Regions from separate parts of the Mus musculus genome. Here region 2 is linked to region 1. A link is a contact called in public promoter capture Hi-C data. All regions are on one chromosome and are shown on one strand. The core of a region is the stretch at or near the end of the contact, and the rest is flanking DNA. Distances in the headings are between cores, read along the strand shown. Region 1 holds the start of Scg5 (secretogranin V). Region 2 holds the start of 2810405F15Rik (RIKEN cDNA 2810405F15 gene).

The links. Promoter capture Hi-C pulls out the DNA fragments that hold promoters and counts their contacts.
Region 2: a contact with region 1 is called in a promoter capture Hi-C map of hippocampal neurons, with 3 times the contacts expected there. The contact joins the promoter of 2810405F15Rik here to the promoter of Scg5 in region 1. A contact is called at or near these places in 3 of 39 promoter capture datasets (embryonic stem cells, hippocampal neurons and liver).

What each region holds. Positions count from the first base shown.
Region 1 is chr2:113,827,456-113,831,066 of GRCm38.p6, reverse strand. Scg5 (secretogranin V) reads left to right here and starts at 1,976. Exons shown (of 6, transcript NM_009162.3): 1 at 1,976-2,068; 2 at 3,496-3,611. The coding sequence starts at 3,503.
Region 2 is chr2:116,074,242-116,077,852 of GRCm38.p6, reverse strand. It overlaps 2810405F15Rik (RIKEN cDNA 2810405F15 gene), which reads left to right and starts at 1,757. Exons shown (of 1, transcript NR_033447.1): 1 at 1,757-3,305. All of the region lies in intron 2 of G630016G05Rik (RIKEN cDNA G630016G05 gene), which reads right to left.

The DNA of each region.
Region 1 (3,611 bases), core at 727-3,226:
TTCATATTCATCTGATCAAAACAGACTAGCCATGCATTTTCAGTATGCCTGGAACAGGTTGTATGGATCTTATACCTAAAGTGGATAAGAGAAATATTTCAGATTTTGGAATATTACATAGGTTTTACTGATTGAAGTGCTTCCAAATGTGAAACATTTTGAGCTAAGTTTTCCTGTGTATTAAGAAAGCCTCCTATGATTTCAGTGGGTGTTTAATGCCTGAGCAGAGCATGGTGCAGATGCACTCAGAAGATAGAGGTGTGTGGTGGTGGTGGGGAATCTACAATTTAAGATTGAGGAATGAGTTGTTTAACTCTTTAAGATTCCACATTTCTTATTTGGGAGGTGAGAAAGTTTTAAAATGTGGTTTCATTTTTGTATTTCTTATCTTATTCAAAAATGAAGATTGTTGCTAATTTCATGGGCTAAAGGTCAGACAGTATATACATTTTTGCTTTCTGAAGTTAAAAGTGTACAGTAACTTCAAGAGTTATTCTCATTTTTTTAAGTGTAAGAAACTAGTATTTGGGTGTTCTCATAAATAAGCAGTAGATTTTAATACACAAAGCACTAAAGTTAGTGGGTTTCTGGGTTACATTCTACGGTCACTAAGAACTTACTGTAGGGTTTTGAGAAACAAGTATAGGATATATATGATTCATATTTTATTTTAAAAATACCAGGTTTTAGTCAAGTGTACTGGCACATGCCTGTAATCTTACCTATTCTGGAGGCTGAGGTATGTAGGCTCTTTTGAGATCAGCCATGGTAAGACCCATGCACTCCTCAAGCTTGCATGTGAACTGTTGCCCAGGGGCTCAAGCTGAATGCTTTGTTCCTAGCTAGTGGCACTGTAGCAGTTGTAGAACCATTAGGAGTAAGTGTGTCACTGGGGGACCTTGTATGCTCTGCTCTTTATCCTGACCCTCCATGAGCTCCCACCGTCATGTACTGAAATCTCAAAAGTTGTGAACCAAAATTTTATAAAAATGTCCTTTCCATCTGCATTTTGTCAGCAATAAAAGGTCTTCACACCCTGTCTAATAAGTACAACATGAATCGTACAGTTTTTGTATGTTTCTGTCAACTACACAGCCAGCAACCTATTTTTCCAATATTAAGTTGAATATAACTGAGCTATGTTGAAGTCAACTTGAGAGTAAACAGTATTCATTAGTAGTAGGTATTGTGTACCTGAATCCAGGAGAGTGTTTATTATCTTGACTGAAACAGAAAGCATCCAGGGAACCAAAGGCACTAGATGTCTGGCTTTTCACACAAACTTCTGGCTGACAAGTCTTCCAGCTTCTATTCATTACAGTAAAATGTCAGTGGGTTTGCTGCTTCTAGCTGCAGTAAGAAAAAAGAAAATCTGAATTCTAACCACATCCTGGAACTTGCTGTTTACCACAAGTTTCTTGATGAAGGCTTTGCAGCATTTGTACTGTTACTTTTAGGGCCAGGAATCTCCTAAGATCCTGGGTCCCACCGTTGGTATCACAAAATAGAAGTTCCAGGTCTGTTTAGGTAAGTTCTGCATGCCCCGAAAGTGTCCTGCACGTTCACCTCTTAGTGAACTTATGAAGCAATGCTCAGAGCCTCCGGGTCCCCTGGGGCCTTAAGGGAGGGTAGCACTGTCACCAGGGCTTAAGTGCGGGGGTAGGAAAGGAAAAGTACTAGAAGAGAGTATGAACATTCCAGCATGAAACCCATTTGTATGGTAATTCTAAAATCTAGAGGATGTCAATTAAAGATGCCATCTACTTGTGGCAATTGCTTGAGACTGATAAAGGAGGTAAATGACGTTCATAGGGGTCGATGGAGAAAGGGGGCACCCTAGAAACAGCCAAGAGACACAGAGACTGCTTCAGTTGGAGCTGAGCAACATTCCAGGCCTGAGACGCAGGCGCCTGCAATGCCTTCCAGGAATTCTGGGAAGGCCTCTTCCACCTGCTGTGGGCGGGGCCTGGGTGGACCGAGGTTTCGGAGGGAGGTGACGCAGGAGCTATCCAGCACGTCAGCTCCCTGTTTTGGCCTAGATTGCAAGAAGCTCGCCCGCGGCCACACGGTGAGTTCCGCAGTGATGCAGGTGATGCGGTCCGACTTGTCGTTCAGCTGAAAGCGGGAGTGCTTGGGTTCCTTGGGTGTGGGGGAGCATGCCCTTCAGAAACCCTAGCTGGGGTCAGACAAAGGATGGATGCGGGGATTACAGGGGGTGGTTATAAATAAGGGGTGGGGGTGGAGTTCCGAGAGCAGCGATTGGGTAGTTCATCCGTGGGCTAGCCAGTAAAGAAAACATCCTGTATTCGGAGTTCATGAAGAAAGATGGAGATGATGGAGCCTGGTGCCCGCATCCAGCCCTTTTATCACAGCGGTAGATTGTGCTGTTAAAATAGCGGTCCTTGGCTCTTTGAAGAGCATGGTTTTAATGTCTGTGAGTTGCAAGGAAAGGCCGTTAGCTGCAGACAGATAAAATGAAGTATTTGTTTTAGGGAAGATATTTGGCTTGTTCCCTACCTTTTTATTCCCTATTCCCGTGTGAATGCTCAAAAGGGTTTATCTGACTATGGCCTGAAGCACCCATCCTGAACGAGCAGCTGCCAGGGAAGCTGTGTGAAAACTGTTTCCTTGTTCAGCTTCCCGTGGCTTCTACGGACACCAACATGTAAGGCAGATTTATCCCCCACCATGTCACTGTCTTTCCTCTCCCTGCTGCTTCTGCCTCCGCAAACCTTAACTCCCAGAACCGCTTATTACCATCAAGGGGCTAGACGTGCAGGGGGCTTACTAGGTACCTGGCTTTGCTCCATGCTCCTTACATGATTTTGATCTTTATCTTCACAGTAACTCTATAAGATAGATTGTTGCTATCCTTGGTCTGTAGAAAAGGAGGCTGAGGAACTTGCCCAGGAAGACCTAGCTGGTATGCAGTCAAGCGTCTCATGTTGCTTGCTTCCCTCATCACAGAGCAGGATAGGAGTTGGCGTACCTCTCTGCTCGGGATCTTCACCTATTGCCTGCTGGTCTGCTAAGTTCAAACACCCTCGGCCACTACTCCAGACCTTTCTCTGGGATGTTTTTTGATTGTCTGTTTGTTTTTTACTGTTTGGGTCTCCCTAACTCCCTTTTGTTATTCCTTTCTTTCCTTAAACTAGGAGATCTTAAAAATTACCACCCTCCCTATCTCAAATCCAAAAGTGCTTAGATTGCAAGGATCACAGACCATAGATGTGAGAACATATTCCTGTCCTTAGAATCCTCAGGTGTCAAGTTAGAGGGACTAGTTTATCCTAGACTCTTCTGTCTTCTTATTTCCTTCACACAGCGGTTTCCTACCTGGCTTGGACACAAAGCAAACCTCTAGGAATTTTTCATTTGAGTCTCCTTTCAGGGTGGTCCTTCAGCCTCAACTTGTGAGTCATAGTTATATCACCCCAGTTGTGTTATGGTTGCCCATTTTGGCCAAGTTATATAACTTGGTCCTTTCTTCTGCAGGTTAAAAATGGCCTCAAGGCTGGTCTCTGCTATGCTATCTGGCCTTTTGTTTTGGTTGATGTTTGAGTGGAATCCAGCATTCGCTTATAGTCCACGGACCCCTGACCGGGTCTCAG
Region 2 (3,611 bases), core at 508-3,007, 2.2 Mb before region 1:
TGGATGGATCTGAGCCACAAGTGGCCATGAGAAACAGGGCTAGGATGATGAATGACCCACCTTGAACTCTTATTCTATCTCCTGTTTGTTCTTAGATCAGATTGGAGATAAACAGTGGAAAAGTTACACTTTCATTTGATTGTCTCAAATACTCTCAAATTTTGGCAGAATATCTGCTCACAGGCAATGAGATACTCTGAGTTAGCAGGGTAATTTATACTCCTCTTCAAAGAGTGTCTCCATAGATAGATTAAGCCAAATAGAACTTGAAGGAGCTGAAGTTTCTGCTGTAACTAGTTGGTCAGTAGAGAACTGAGGAATTGGCTCCTCAGAGGAAATTGCCCCAAACCCTGCCCACAGAACATCTCCCCCCACCCCCCAATAGTGAATTTCCTGAAGTTGAATCCTAGATATGCAAGACTTTGCAAACTGTTTGAAAACAGTCAATAGCTTCTGCAGGGTTTAGAGTCAGTGAAAATCAGCTTAGGGCAGAATGAAGTGAATTTTAGGTATCTGTGGAGAACTGGTGCTAAGAAATCTCTACTTCAATCCTAGGCCTTGAGGAGGCAGAGAGCTCACAGACACCACAAGAAAACCTACAGAGTCACCTAAACTGGGCCAATGGGGGCTCACAGAAACTGAGCCACCAACCAAAGAGCATGTAGGGGTTGGACCTAGGACCTCTATGCTTTTGTAGAAGGCATGCAGTTATGTCTTCACCTGGGGACTCTAACAATTGGAGTGTGTGTGTGTGGGGGGGGGGGTTGTTTCTGATTCTGTTGCCTGCCTTTATATCCCTTTTCCCTAGCTGAACTACATTATTGGGCCAGCCTCAATGAGAGAGGATGTGCTTAGTCCTGCTGTGACTTGCTGTGCCAGAGTCAGTTGGTACCCATGGGGGATTTCCCTTTCTTGGAGGAGAAGAGTAGGGGGGGAATAAGGGAAGAGGTTTGTGAGGGTGGGACTGAGAGGAGAGAAGGGTGAGGAGCTGTGGTCTAGGATGTAAAGGGAATACATTAAAAAAATGAATGAATGAATGAATGAATGAATGAATGAGAAAGAAAGAAAAGAAAGGAAGGAAGGAAGGAAGGAAGGAAGGAAGGAAGGAAGGAAGAAGGGAAGAAAGAAAAGAAGGAAGGAATAAATCTCTAGTCCAAACAGGCCCTGTGTGTGTGAAAGTCACCTGCTGCAGTAGAGCCTAGAAGAGATTTGAACTCACAAAGATGAAGAGCTGGAAACTTACCCCAAATTAGCCTTCATTTAGTAATTTACTTCCTTGTTTCCTCAAACTTGAGGAAGGCGTGGATAACTTAAATAGAAGCAAAAAAATGTAGTGTCTAATACATTTAGGGTAACCCTATGTAATGTGATACAGTAAGGTGGTGTGTGTGTGTGTGTGTGTGTGTGTGTGTGTGTGTGTGTGTGTGTGTGTGTTTGGGGGGTCCTCCGCCCTTAGGCTCTTGTTCTTGCTTTGTTTACACGAAATTAACCCGGAGGAGCTGAGAGAATCACAGTAAAGAAGGAGATTATTTTAATTCCGAAAAATAAAAGTAACGCGCTTTCTCCTTAGAGTCGGGCAATCCTGCCTGCAGACTTGGAAATGAAAGCGCTCGGAAGAGGGAGGAGGGGGAGGCCCGGCAGCAGTGGGGATCGTTGTTGGTAACTGAAGGGGCTCTGGTGAATTTCAGGTTCGGATTAGTGACAACTCAGAAGTCTCGGCTGCGTGTGGGGGAGGGAAGTTTGCCAAGGTCTCTGAACTCGCTGGAGAGAGAGCAGCCTCCGGAGGCGCCGGGCGGAGCTGGGCGTACCCGAAGCCCCTGTCCCGGCCAAGCCAACAACGCGGTCTCACCCCGCCTCTAGCCTGACTTTGTCAGCGATCATAAAATGGGAATTGATCATTCGAGCCACCATTGATTAGGGAAGAATGCTTACTGCAGCAGCAGGGGAAAGGTTAAGAGGAAATTGACCTTCTCCGTAGGTGACATAAAGTCATTAGGTAAATGAGATATTCACACTGGAGTTTTAAAAGGTCATGCTCAATTTTTATTTGCAGCCTGAAAAGTCAAGCTGGAGCTCCGGCTTAAGGTAGGGACTTCCATTCCTAGGGACCCGGGCACCGATCAGAATGAAGTCCTGCTGCGCCGGCCAGAGGCGAAAGTGGGATGTGGATTGCCATCTGGAAGACTTCGGCTGGACTCCGAGCGGGTCCTGGCGGCCCCAGCTTTGGACCTGCCGCTGGACCCGAGCGCGTTTTTGAGTGTGAGATGCGCTCCCGCGGCCCAGTATTCCCACCGCCACAGCGTGCAAAAGGATCTCTGGCCAAAGTCGACCTCTCAGCATCAGCAACACCTCCCCTTCCCTAGCCCACCATGTCTCCTACACAGTGAAAGTGTTTTGTTGTTGTTGATGTTGTTGTTGTTGTTGTTGTAAAGGAGAGAGTGAGAGAGATATTTATGCACATATTTATCCCTCTAATTATAGGAATTAATCCTCTTATGACTAAAAGGTAACGTGGAAGGACGTCCTTTTGATGTGGAAAAGCACCATTTGTGACTCACATTCAGACTGATTAAGGAATAATTGTTGTTAAACGCTTTTAAGAGGAGAGTGTTTAATTGAGGGGCATTCGTAATTTTACGGCTTAGTGCAAAATTAAACGTAATTAAAAACTCAGAAATTCCAACTGATTTTCCAATTATTTTTATTGTCTGAGCTAATTGTTACACAAGGGTATCACTTCTCCCCCAAAGGCATTGGGGAAAAGAGGTGGGAGGTGGGAGGTGGGAGGCAATCATACCTTGTCCAAATATTCTCCAACTGAAGAGTCCAGCGTCCAGAAAGACCTCCTTGGTTGCACCTTACCTCCCCAAGCCCCGCCCGGGGTCCCGAGTGGCACCCCGCCCTCCCCTTGGCAATTAAGCATTACAGGCACTCTCCCCTCGCTCCGAGTTCCGCCAACACCTTGGGATGTGAGAAAGTGATGGCAGCTCTCTTCTGCAGATCATTACGGCAAAACCTGGAAGTATCTAGAGAAGGCCGATGACTATCTTCAAGTAACACTTGCCATACATAGCCGAGGGATTTAAAAAAAAATGAGTAAACACAGCTCTCTGGGGGATGATCCCTCCACGCCCTTGCTTTTGAGCTTGGGGGGGGGGGGTCATGCACAAACATGAGACACGCGTGCACGACCTACAGACGCAAGCAGCAAACTTTTTTCTGCCTTGCACTTTATTTATTTACTTACTTATTTGAGGCAAAGATGAGCATGGAAACGCTCAGACATTTTTCCTTCCTTCCTTCCTTCCTTCCTTCCTTCCTTCCTTCCTTCCTTCCTTCCTTCTTTCCTTCTTTCCTTCCTTCCTTCCTTCTGTCCTTCCTTCCTTCCTTCTTTCCTTCCTTTCTTTCTTTCTGTGTTTTTTTTCTTCAAAGTGCTGTGTCTGACGGCACCGAGCCAAACCATCTTTGTATGTGTAGCTTCTTTGAATGTCCAAACAGACCTATTTAAATACATTAAAAGCATAATGAAAAGCGCTTTAGGCTTACAAAAACAACACCACCTCCTTACAGTTTGTACAGAAGTGCCCTACCTCTCCTACTAGATTTTGCTA